Linked DNA regions of Bactrocera dorsalis: region 2 is linked to region 1. The links are chromatin contacts, called in public Hi-C maps. All regions are on one chromosome and are shown on one strand. Each heading gives the region's core, a stretch centred on a gene start, on an enhancer-like site or on the middle of the called end of the contact. The rest is flanking DNA. Distances are from core to core; before and after follow the strand shown.

Region 1 (6,939 bases), core at 2,777-5,276:
TACTACACCATAGTGAATTTGTCTAGAGACAGTACTTATCAAACTGTGGACTGTCTATCCAAATTTGCTAAGAAAAGGTCAAGAACCTCTTCGCTCAATTTGAAAATAGATAAATTCAGATGATATATACGCTCACCCCCATATGACGGTTATTTTGACAATACCTAAAAGAGCGATGACTCAATAAATACTTAATTTATGTAAAATACATCTAAACATAGTGAATTGAACAAGTACCTAATGGCTGCATAGGAGACTTAATAAAACTTGGACACTGCGCTTGGCGACTACTTTAAACCACTTCCCCGGCTTTGATCCTTGCAAAGTACGAAATTAAAAAATTATCGGTTACTACTGAAACACTATTTTGACTAAAATTGTAGCTCGGAAAAATATTGGAACCAATAATGATGAACCCAGCGAAAAGTTAGTGTCACGCGATCTGACAATCGATCGATCCACCACGTCACAAATCAATGAAAATGATCCCAAGATTGCATAAAGTGGAAATGAAATGCTTCGGTATCTCCGAATCTGGCCCATTTTGATAGTTTTGCTCTTTAGCTACTATTGAACTATTTTTCTAATTTCGTAACCACTTTTTTTCAAGTGTGAACAATGCATTTTTTTTTGTTTATTGCTGTAGACACCACTTACGCGGTTATAGGCGAGTCTACAACAGCACGCCTTTTCGCTGCTTGGAGCCATTTGGAGATTTCCAGCGAAGCCACCTCTACCTGGTCTTTGCAAAGGAAGACCTAATCCTCTGCTACCCCCGGCGGGCACTGCGTCAAATACCTCCTAGATTGTTTTCGTTCATTTTCCTTCCTGGCATATTTAAACCCAAGCAAGCGTATTAGACAATAAGTTGTTTACACCCTGAACAGTATCACGATGTTTGTAACACCCAGAAGGAAGCGCTGGAGATCCTATAAAATAGTTAGAGTACATGATCAGCATGTCTGTATATACTCCAACTAGTTCCTCAGTTATTGAGATATCGCTTACGGTATAAATATAGTTGCCATACAAACTGAATGATTCAAATACAGCCCTTGCATGGAAAACTTTTTTATTTGAAAGATATTTTCACGAAATTTAGAACAGATTATTCTCCAAAGCAACGCTCTTGGTTTTTTTTATAAACATCGTATGCATTCTCATACACTGTACAATTTAAACCCATATATACTTATGTTAGAACCTACTGTATGCTTATACTTTTGTCATAACCGTCTTTAAGTATGTGCGTAAGAGTGTATATTACTAATCAGGGGATATTTATGTATGCACAACTTTTTATTATTTCCGTGACAGCAAATGATTGTTTAATTTTTACTTAGATCTTGTTTCTCCGTGTGTGAGTTTTTTGAATTCTGTTTTGGGTTATTTGAACACCTGTATTTATTCAGTTAAACTTGTATTGATTACAATAGTCTAATAATCTAATTTAAAGTTAGCTTATGACTTAAAAATGCTATTATTTTATGTACTGTATTTGTATTTATGCACATATACATATGTATGTATTTGAAAAGGGGCAACAAATAATTTATTCTTAGTTTTAGCCAAATTTTCAGATGATTACATTTAATTGACGGAGTTGTTCGGTTGATGACTAATACTTAAATACTTAATACTTAATACTACCAGGTAAATCCTCCGCGAACGCTGGAACTCGGTTGATAATCCCGCCTACTTCCCAAAACACGGTCATAACTTTACATTTCACTTCATATACGAGTATGATACTGAAGGGCCTTTGTGATGGGCATAATTTATTCAAGATGTGTTTTTTTTTGCAAAATGTCGTTTAGAAAGAAAAGAAATTATGATGATTGATCCGGTTGACAAATTTCGTCACACAAAAAACTAATATTTAAATGGTAATAGTTGCAAAAAAAAATTAAACATTTTTATCCTTATATGCAAGATTTTGTCGTATATGCATACGTACTTATACATGTAGTACATGTTTGTAGAAATTTAACTTTATACACACTTGTGAAATTAGGTATGTGTGCATGCATGTATCCATACATATGTTTATGCTTGGTTTTTGATTAAAAAGAGAGCACGTTTCCCCATGAACGTATGGGGAAAAGTGGTATTAACAATGGAAAAAGAACACTTTAATGAACAGCAAATGGATAGGTGGGTTGTCTGATTAAGTAAATAACTGGGGTGCAGTTGATTCGTTGTTGGTTGATGGTTTCGGATAGTTGTGTATATGCTGCAGCCTCCCCATGTATCGTTACAATCCCGCCCCATTTTCTCAGCTTTTTCGTTTGAGTGCATGCTTATGTATGTAGCCGCTTATAGAGCTAGCGTTTTAATTGGTTCGCAGTTTTATGTATTTCTACAGTAATTAGTAAATATGTATACTTTGTTTGTGCGCAGTGCGCATTAGCAACAGGTAGGTTGTGACTTTTGAAAGTTTAGTTATTTCGTATGCAATATTTGCATACCATTCAAGTGTATGACAGATGGACTATCATCCTCCCATAAGTATGCATTTGTATAACAACCATAATTTATTATAATAATCTGTATAATAAACTTTATATTGTTTTTTTTTTTTTTGATATTTTGTTAGGAAAAGAAAATGAAACTAGACTAGGCAATATTCAAGTAAAAGACAAAAAGGTGCTTTATTCTTTTACTTATAAATGATATAATAAGCAACTTATATAAATTTATCAATATTTGTAATCAAGGTTGCCATTTTCCTAATTCAAAACTCTTTCTTTGAAATTAAAAAATAAAATTTTAAATTTTTCGAACAGCAAATAAATAGGAATTGAAAATTTGTTTTTTTCTAAAACAATGTCTTATTTTAATTCTTTTATTTCTTTCTGTATTTGGAATTAAAAATTAAATGTAAATGTTAGTATTTGCAAGAGTAATTGACAATCAATGTCAAATCAAGAGACAGATACTCGTATGTATACAGCCTATAAACAAAACTGTATTACCAAAAACAGTCGTTATTTATAATAGAAAAACGAAACTCGAAAGATCCGATCCGTATTCAGATTGTGTAGCAACTAATCACATTAAAGTTATTATGAGATATAATTAAGTGAAAAACATAATGCATATTTCGGGCTATAATAAATTTAATTTTAGAGATCTAAAATCGAACGGTGCGATATCTGGGGAATACTTCCCATTTAATCGTTTCCAGGTGGGTTTTAACAGGTTGGGCAACGTGCGGCCTAGCGTTGTTCTGCTACAGAATCACTTTTTCATGTCTGGCTTAGTATTGGTTTCTAAATCATTGCCAGCCCATGTAGTCACTTTGCAATAGCTTGCCGATGCTGCAGAAAGCTCTTCTTGCATTTGACATAGATCCTCTTCGAACAACGTCTCCAATTCACCATCTTCCTGGTTTTTGGCCTTCAGTTAAAATTGAAATCCCCTTCTTTGAATCGACGAAGCAAATCACATCACCTTGCTTCACTTGGGGTGGCACCTCCGAGAACGTTTTGGAATTATCGATGTGCTTCAGCCGCTGATCAACACTTTCCGTAAATGAATATTATTTGACAAAAAAAAATCGGGCATGTTCGCACAACCAAAAATATATGACACATAAACAAAGTCACTAATGTGGAATAGCAGTTTCTTTTTCAAATGGCTAGGTTAAGTTTATGACGTTTTGAATAAATCAAAATCGATCACCAATAACTGCTGGAGCCATTTATTGACAAACAGCGAAAACTTAATTGTGCAACTAATAGTTTTGTTGAAATTGTTTTGTACGTTGGTAGCTTACGGGGTAAGACTAGTCAGAATCTTCAAAAATCGATGAAAATTTAAAGTAATACAACAAATAATTTTTAAACTAAATGACCTCTAACTAACAACAAATAAACCAGTTGTCTATAAAAAATGGTATATTTCGGCATATTTATATTATCCACCGTTTTTAAGACATTAAAATTACTATTATATTATTATTATTCAATACAGCGTACTTGCTAGACTGCAGCTTAAAAAAATTGGGTAAACTTGGGTTTTCTTTCATAGATTTCGGATTGACCTAATTTATACGACACGTTATTAAAAGTCGGTTGACATAAAATGTTCTTTCATATGCATGTCTATACATACATATGTATGTATGTATGTATGTATGTATATATGTACATACATATGTGTCTTATACATAAAAAAAGTTCTACTACTAGTAGAGAGTTGCTCACATGCTACAGACAAAATTTATAAAAAAGTGTTTAAAAAATCAAACAAAGATGATTAAGATTGTTAAGTAGACACAGGTCTACATCAATAAAATGAATTATGTGGGTATTCCTTTCTTGTGCATGTCGTAATTTAACGTTGAGTTCGTCGCTAATATGTTACTTTTTCCCCTATTGTAGTATAAACTGAAAATTGTCTCTTGTGTCAGTTACCTGTGATACTTTTCTAACTACTAAATCAAATGCACACACCATTAAAAAATATAATGCTGCATACATACATATGTACATACTCGTACAGGCAAATGCATATTTATTTATTTCCTACGAAACATCATAGAGCACCTTAAAAACTATGAGCACTACGCACATTCAACTCCCTCAATAAAATATACTCATTTCTTTGGGTGGCTCCAAGTCACTTATATACATATGTATGTTCATACACTTCCGTTCACTCATTTTCTCATTTACTCACTCGCTCATTTGGAACATTATTTTTACTGTTCTGTTCACCACTTTTTGTACTCTCAAAGTTGCTTTCGCTCATTACTCTCTTTGATATGCATTGTTATTTTACTCTCCTTTTGTTTCCTTTATATTGCTTTTGCGACCGATATTCCGGTGTCTTATGCATTGCGCGGAGTGTAAATTGCTTGTACGGAATATATACGGCTTTTATGGTTACGGCTAGCCGACACATCATCATCAAATGCTACCAAAAAAATATTTCCACTGTTTGGAGGAATAGTAACAAATTGACGCTGCGTGGTGAAGTGTCGATTTTTTAGTTGTTGTTAGTATATCTTAACGAGGCAAATTTCTCACGTTTTATATTTGATTGTGCGAATATATACAGTACAGTGCTCGCTCGCTGATAGTTAAAATATGTCTACCTTTATTGTTTTAAATAAAATGAAAGTTGTGTTTTTATAACACAAACCAAAAATGTGTTGTAATGTTTAACACATACAAATATATATCCATAAAAAATTCTGTAAATAAGAATGTGAAATAAAGTTAAAAAAAAAAATAAATAGGCTTTAACCCTAAATACATAAAAAGTTAAGAATTTACGTTGAAGAATGCGCAGATAATACCGCCGTTACTTTTTATTGTTCCAACTACTAAAATATACACACCAAAAGTTACTCGCAACTATTATAAACAATAAGCCAATGCTTTACTACAATATAAACAATATATGCATTACGGTGGTACAATGTAATACTTGTACAATAAAGAAAACGCTTTGTCAGTCCTGGCTTATTATGGTTCACCGGCAAATATAATATAAAATGTGTTATGCTATTGACCAGTTTGTGAGATATTAATAATTAGATAAATGCCTCAACTACATTAAAATCAGAACTGGTTAAATCGGTAAAATTAGCAATAATAACAGAATTCAATTCAATATGAAATGAATAAAACATATAACAAAAATATTTAAGTGACCATTATTGTGCCAGCCGGATATCATTATTTTTTAACTCGTCTTGTCCTTATTTTTACTACTTCAAAAAAATGTGAAATACTTGGAAAAAATCGTACAAACTTACATTTACGAAGTACTGTTTCGACGGGAATTTTACAGTTGAGTTGTGATTGCTTGTGTTACCGCGTACCGATTTCAATCACGTTTTCATTAACTTAGGAAATATACAACTATTGTACCAGGTCTTAATCGTGTCAGTGAAGCAGTTGTTTTTATACTTTTATTATTATTATTTTTTTTATTTAGGTGTAGTGTTAATTATGCATTTATAAACTATTCCTAAACTTTAAATCATTGCGTTAGTATACGTAGTATATACATATGTACATTTGTTTTTAGATATCGAAGCGGTTATTGAATGTAATTATATCAATTCTAAATCATTGACATGCGAGTATATATTATATAACTTTAAGGGAAAAATATAAATTAAGTTATAATTTTTTTTCTTTAATAAACCCTATTGCACTAATTATTTTACCATGTTGCACTCTGTAACAAGCTACAGATTCTGTTCTTAAATATAAATTATATGTTTGCAGCGCCAGCTTAAAATCATTGTTTGTTGACCTTTGTAATATACAATGTATAAGCTTTCACCCCATCTGTCATCAAATAAATATGTGTTTACATACATACAGTACATATGTATGTATATACATTTTTATTATTTGATAGCTTATGAAAGAATGTACGCGTGAATCCACATCTTTACACTTACATACATGCTAATTTTACTTTCCAACCCTTCTGCTATTGGAAATGAAGATTTCCTGAAGCAAACTTTTTTGCACACCGTATAAAATGAGCACATTGAAACAAAAAACAGATACAAATAAAAGTCGTTAGTTATAATCGTGAATTTCAGCTTTCAACCCTTAATAAAATGCACAATCTAAGGAAATATTTGTGCATATGCAAAAACATATTTGTAGGATACACACGTATGCACATGAATATATGCAATATGTATGCGCAAATATCCTACAACATTTTGCAGTGCATATTTACTTATTTGCCAAATGGCATGCCATATTTACATCATACGTAATGTTGGTTGGAGTCGGGAAACAAAATTTGGTGATTTAGCATTAATATAAATGCAGCCATTTTCCGCAATAAACCGCGCTTCTAAAGAGTTTCTGAAAATCGCTCAGTATACTTAAATTAATCTTTTCGAGTTTCATCAAGAAATACGTGGTGTATGTCAGTTTAAGTGAGTTAATTACGTAAAAG
Region 2 (6,939 bases), core at 1,942-4,441, 36 kb after region 1:
CGAGACAAGCGATTTTATCTAGTATCAGGGAGAAATGCTTATAAACCTTTTGGTAAAAAGTGGGAATATCATCCTGGCGCTGAGCCAGTGTTGTCAGTTGGTACTCGAGGGTACCGATGTCTCGTTTGTCTGAGTAATGAAGCATCAGACATTTTTTAATTTGTGTCCAGTCCAGTGGAGTTCGATAAGACTCCAGGGCCGTATCGGCATCGCCGACAATCTTATGCCGTATAGTATGTAGGATTCCGAAGTATCTTGGGGTGTCCTGGAAGTTTTTGTAAACTTCTAGAATTCTGTCTACGGATTTGCGCCAAGAATTGAATTCTCCAGGACGTCCGGAAAATTCTCTTAGGCATTTGACCAGGTAGCCGATTTCTTTAATATCAATAACTTTGTTTTCAATAAAATTTATAAACAATATTTTCTTTTCGATTTCTAAAAAAATAATAATTTTCTTTTCAATAGAATTTTACAATCAACATTCTCACTGCGGGAAGATTTCCGCTTGCTTTAGTTTTAATAACTTAGCACAATGTAAATTTTTAAAAAATTAGTAGTTTAAAATTTGGAATTATTCCATTAATCAATATCTTACTATATTTTTATGTTGGTACAGTATATTTTGATTTCACAATGCTTAAATCATTTTTGTACGTTATTCTTTTCACAATCATTCACAATTACAAAGAGATATTAAGGATAAACTTACAATAAACTAATCATGTCCAGCGCTGGGGCTCTGAGTTGTTAAACATTTCCAGATGATCCTTTTCCTGCTCTACTGGGGTCCTTAGACGTTATTATCGGTCAGTCCTCCTTGTCGCTAAGTATCCGCTCGCCTTTTTCTTATCCCCCGTAGGGTCTTACTTTTGCTGTTCAGACCTTTTTCACTTTTCGCAAACTCGCGGAGCCGTACTTTTTGATTTTCGGGCTGTTATATTATTTGTTACGGCATTCGCGAAACCTTACTTCTTGGTTTTTAGGTTATTTACTTTACGACACGGTGGTCCTTGCTCGGGCGCCAGTTAGTCAAACACAAACGGTTGATTTAAAAAAACATATTTTCGGGAGCTATACTCCTTTATTCCTTCAACTCCAACTAAAAACTAAACTTTACATTTTATCATTCTTAATGCTAGCCCTAAATCTGTCGCTACTGCTACGTGACCAAAAGTGCTGATTCTGTGGTTCCCACCGTTTGGCTAGATTTGTGTTGCTGACCGTCCGTTCCCATAGTCTGGAGTTACACGTGCCGCAACGTCAGCGACTTTATTATGGTGTAATAGTATGCTTGTCTTAACATTTGTTAATATGTGTCGTGCTAACATATACATACATATGTATATTCTTGATCCCGAGAACCTCCTCTACCCGACCATACCCATTTTATTTCCGAAATCCTGAGACGGTATTTTAAAGTTTTTCCAATATTTTTAGTTTAAATTAATTTAAGTAAATACATACATATACATATTTTAGTTGCTTATAAAAATTTTTGCAGTCGGACTATACCTGATATTGAGCATATGTCTTACCACTCATTTCAATGATACGCCCTATCTAACGTTACAAATAGGATTCTGCCGGCAAGTAACTGCACTTATACAGTATATAAAAAAAAGTCGCAGGAGTGTGTGTAACTATACTTGCAACGCGGTCTGAATAAAAAGACGACAGAGGTGCAAACTTGGCACCTAAGTTACTCCTTATTGGTTGTTCTAATACATGCATTCACATGAACATACATATGTACATACAGTGGACCAATAAAGTCTGCATACATCTAGTTCTATTAAATTACGACACGTTTATTTGTTATAAAATGAATAAATTTTGTGGCTTTTTTCTATCCATTTCAAAAGATGTATATTTAACATTAAATTTAGCATATCAAAATATTTTTTTTTTACACAAATAAAAAAAATTAATGCTAATGCATGGGCATAATTTATATCAAAAAAGTTTACGTACACTAATGATTATTTACATAAATCAAAAGTAATTACAATAGTTTTAGCGGTTTTTGGCCTAAATTTTGTTGTATACTCCCCACTCAATTTCTAGTATTATTTCCGGATATTTTGACCCACTAAGTCCATGATCCAGCTTTTTGGCCTTATTTTGATTAAATTCGATGTTTTCGAATAAGGGTTTTCAAAAAGTTCCAGATAATTTGAATAGAATTAATGTATGATAATTGCGGGACCTATTGATTTATTTTTAATTCCATTACAACTAGTCACGAATACGATAAGTTGTGTGTTTTGGGTCGTTATCCTGTGGTAAATAGAAATACCTGCTATTAACAGCCGATTTATTCATTTTATAACAAATAAACGTATCGTAATTTAATAGAACTAGGTGTATGTAAATTTTATTGGTCCACTGTAAATAGGAATAATATTCGCGTACACAAGAACAAATTTCAACTCCGTTCTATAATATAAATTTAATATCACTATATTTATGTATGTATGTACATACATCCGTGTGCATACTTTCATATACATACCTATATATATACCTATATAATATAATAATATAGTTACAATTAACGTGCACATGGAAGCTTTGTCGCTATTTTCCTGCGATTTCTCTTTTCCTAGTATAATATTTACCCGTCCAAAAAATTACTGTTTTTATCTAAATGTTATCTTAAAACACTCATTTGTATTGCAGTCTTATTATTGGTTAATTAAAAAACTGGATAGGTGGTTAATTAGCGCCCGCATGCTTTTTTCTAATTGGTTGTAAAAAGCCCCCGGCAAAGCGTTTGATAGCATACCGTCACACTTGCAGCCGTACGCAATAATCGTTAAAACAAAGTCAAACGCATTCGTATAAAGAACAAGTGCTCTCTATACATACATAAATTCATGCACGAATGTTTGAATGAATATAAATATCTATACAAATATCAATACATAAAGACGCATTTCTATCAAATACACACCCATGTTATCCTCAACACAATAGCAAACATATACGTATACATATATTGTACTGCATCAAAGCTGTATATACTACACGCTATTTATAAATAAGAGAAACGTATATTTATATGTTGACATCCATGCTGTACTACAATGGAGCAGGCGGACGATAAACAGCAACAAATAAACATCGTCGAATCAGATCGAGTAGAGTGAAGAGTCAAACACACTTGGAGAATGAAACTGGAAAGAGAAGCGTCACAAGCAAACTTTGAGAGGTGTAAATGGTTGGTTATACTAGGGTTAACGTATATAATCATAGCAAGTGTATAATAATGCTTGGTTAACACAAAGTTCATTTGCTCTCTTGTTTTACCCCATGAGTTAAAACAAAGCAACTCAGAAACAATGTACTAAGCGCAACTACACTCAAAAACGTGTAAGACAAAGCATAGCCAACGATAACTAATTAAATGCAATTATTGGATTGGCTAAATATGTATGTGGAGAACAGAAAAGTGGCGTAGTGGTTGTAGACAGACTATTTACTATGTAACAAACAAATTTGCAATGTAAATATACCTATATGCTACATACATATATGTATATACAGTAGAGGCCCGCTAATCCGGATCAATTAAAACCGGCCCCTATCCGGAATATAAGGGAATCCGGATTACCAAAGACATATCAGAACTATGTATTAAGAAAAAATATTTATAAATTTCTGTTTGTTTATTATAACAAAATAATACACATAAGTATTCCAAAAAAAACTTAAAACAATCTATTGAAAATCAACGTTAGAAATTTGTATGTATTAAGCGGTGTAATATAAATTCTAAATTTAATTGAAAAAAACGGTTAATTTTGTTTGGCGAACGCTTTTTTGTTTAGCCTCCATTGCTCGCTGCCGTAGCGTTCTAAGAAGCGAATGTAGTGAATAATAAACATGTGATCCGGAGTAGAGAATACGGATAGAGAATGTCGGTCCGGATTACAAGGGACATAATAGAAAATTTTAATTTTTTAACCCTGTCCGGATTACAGTGGAATCCGGATTAGGCCGTGTCCGGATTAGCGGGCCTCTACTGTATTAAAGGATAACTTCATTTAATTTCGTAGACTTAAAATCATACGTCCCTTTATAGATAGGCACGTTTTTTATGTAAGCATAACAGATATAATCAGGGGTGTTATGAAAACCATGACAGATTTGCTTAGTTGTCAGAATTGCAAACCAGTTCTCGTTTTCAATGGTCTCATAGAATGCGATCGGAATTTCGTATTTTCGAACATAGGCAAAATCAATATTCAAATCAGCTGTTTCTTATTGTGACAAAACTTGCAAATAAATAAATAGCAAAGCATTTGGAAAAATTTAAATACTGTATAAAGTCTATTCAAGTTTACAATGAGTTATCGCAATTTAGTTTTTATTTTATAAGAGGAAGAAAGCAACTAAAATATTATGAGATCACTACAGTACAGTTGATGCCCCAAGCAGAATTATAAGTGAAATTTAGCTTGCATTTGCTTGTATGCTTACGTTACAGATTTGTATCACATTATTGACAGAATAGAGATGTTTTGTAAATTCTTTTCAAATATATGGATTTTTCATTAACTTAATTATTATGGCAATTGTTGTGCTATTCTTATGTTTACCATAGAGAAATAAAGTTAATTTCAAATCTTTCACAAACTATCTACTTACTGTGTTACTGTTAAAATTGGTTTCTGGTACATCCAAAACCGATAAAGTTTTTATATCGAACATCAAACCAATAATATCTGAATCCATTGACATCTACTATATTTTTTATCGGTTTCAATTTTGATTCCGACAACTATCATATTCCACGCATGAATATTTTTATTCAGATGATTTCTATGTATATACTCTATGTATATTCAATCTAAAAAGGTAAAATGTCTAATCAAAATGATTTAAAAAATACGGCTATAAACACTAAATATGTATTTTTTTTTGCAGGGTATGCAGCACGAATAAATTGCTTAAAAACTTGTAACAACAAATGTGAAATACATATATTTGTTGATGCGTTTGTATGTATTATATATTTTATTATATTTGCGATTAAAATATGTATAGTACATATGAAATGGAAAATCAACTTGAATGAGTGTGAAAATAAAAGTTGCATTTAATCAATCTTTTTGAATGACAGCTATATGTTATAGTAGTCCGATCTGAACAATTTCCAAATTTCGAGAACATATGTATCTTGTCAAATAAAAAACTTTTGTAAACTTGGTTTTGTTTCGGTTCTGATCATTTACATACCACCTTCTGGGTGGCACAAGTTTCCGTGTACATATCTGTGCATTTCACTGAATTTTATTATTATACATATTTCTTTGGAATCTTGAATGCATGCTTATGTTTAGAAGTATACAATGTTTTTAGCTAATTATTTTGACTTTTACCATAAAGGGGTATAAATTAACCAATCTCTTAAGTTGAATCAAACTGGACACAGTGTGCTAAATTTCTATAGTTTAACAGTTTATCCCGGAGAAAATGAGATATGTAAATTTTATATACAGCGACAGTCTTTAAACCTATGTATAAGAGCTATCAAATTACCGGACACGGACCTTATTCTGGTAGAATTTCGTTTAAATTATCTCTGATAACCGGACAAGTAACCATAAAATAAGTAAAGAAAATTGTGTATATTTGCAATTCCCGTTTTTTCCCCGTTGTATGTATGTTGTAATTTTTATTTTGTGTTGTGTCGTTTGGCAACGGGTCTAACATTTTTGGTCACCTCTTTTGAAAAGAAATTATTATTATTTGTATTTTTTATTTTGGCAAATCGTTGCTTGGATATACATATATTCAACTTAAGTATGCGAGTATAAATAAATGAATTTAATACACGTTCATATCCACGTAAATACATGTACATATGTATGTGCCTGTCCTAAATACAAATAATTCGTAAAATACACAATATTTAATCAGTTACAACTTCCGTTTTTATATTGCTACACTAAGAATATATTTGAAACCAAAGTTTTTGCCACGTCCCGTATGTATGTATGTATATAGAAAGCTCCTATAGTCGGACAAAAACTCCGCGACGGTGGGTGTCTGGTTATGACGTTATACGTACATATGTATGTATGTATGTATACGCACACATATTAATGACTTAGGAGTGAAAAATTAAATATTTACGAAAATATTGCAATATCAATTTAAATTTGCAAACAACTTCGTATCTTTAGAAACATTATCAAAATTTCTTTGTAAGTTCAACTTACTAGTTAAAAGAAATTATTAGCAAACATTTAGGATAAATGAATAAAGACTATACATATACATATGTATGTATATGTATGTATACATATGTATGTATATGTATATATACATATACCGCTCAAAAAAATTAGACACTCAAAACCCGCCCATCAACCAATTTTGTTTCATAAATCTCCCCACCACTAAACTACATAGTATATACATACATATGTGTATTTAACTCTAGAAACAATTCCTTAGTACATGAATGAGTGTGCAAATGTGAGGCGAATGAGCGGCGAAAAAGATTTACTAGTGCTCCACAAGATTTTGTGTGAGAGAGAAAGCAATACGCTACTGCACATTAATGAAAATCTCGGACGAATCGGATTCGCTACCAAGTAGTATTATATTTTTATACTCTTGTTTTTATATTTTCCTTTTAATTATTTTTTCTTGATTTTAGGATATCTACATTTAATATGTATGTACGTACATAATGATTTCTTTAAACCTTTAATCCCAACAACAGGATCCCCTGAATATAATCCCAGCGACGAGCTGAGTTTATTTAGTTATGTCCGTCTGCCCGAACTAGTCTCCGTTTTTGAGCTAACGGTCTGAAATTTTGCACACATCCTTTTTTCAAAAAGCTGGTCATTTGTCTGAACCGCCAATTTCGGAACACTATAGCATATACTTATGTAGTTAGCATACAAACGAATTAAATCATGC

The links. Hi-C and Micro-C count contacts between places; a contact is called where the count stands out from the background.
Region 2: a Hi-C map of whole body shows a contact between it and region 1, with 7 times the contacts expected there. The contact joins the enhancer-like site here to the promoter of LOC105225707 in region 1. A contact is called at or near these places in 2 of 2 Hi-C or Micro-C datasets (both in whole body).

The regions. Positions count from the first base shown.
Region 1 is chr6:25,547,748-25,554,686 of ASM2337382v1, forward strand. LOC105225707 (zinc finger protein 2) reads left to right here and starts at 4,027. Exons shown (of 14, transcript XM_049459971.1): 1 at 4,027-6,939.
Region 2 is chr6:25,584,975-25,591,913 of ASM2337382v1, forward strand. The region is part of intron 2 of LOC105225707 (zinc finger protein 2); the gene reads left to right. Among protein-coding and RNA genes, the nearest start is that of LOC105225707, 37 kb to the left of the region's middle. Within about 2 kb of position 3,192, the one cell type or tissue checked has open chromatin away from gene starts, as enhancers often do.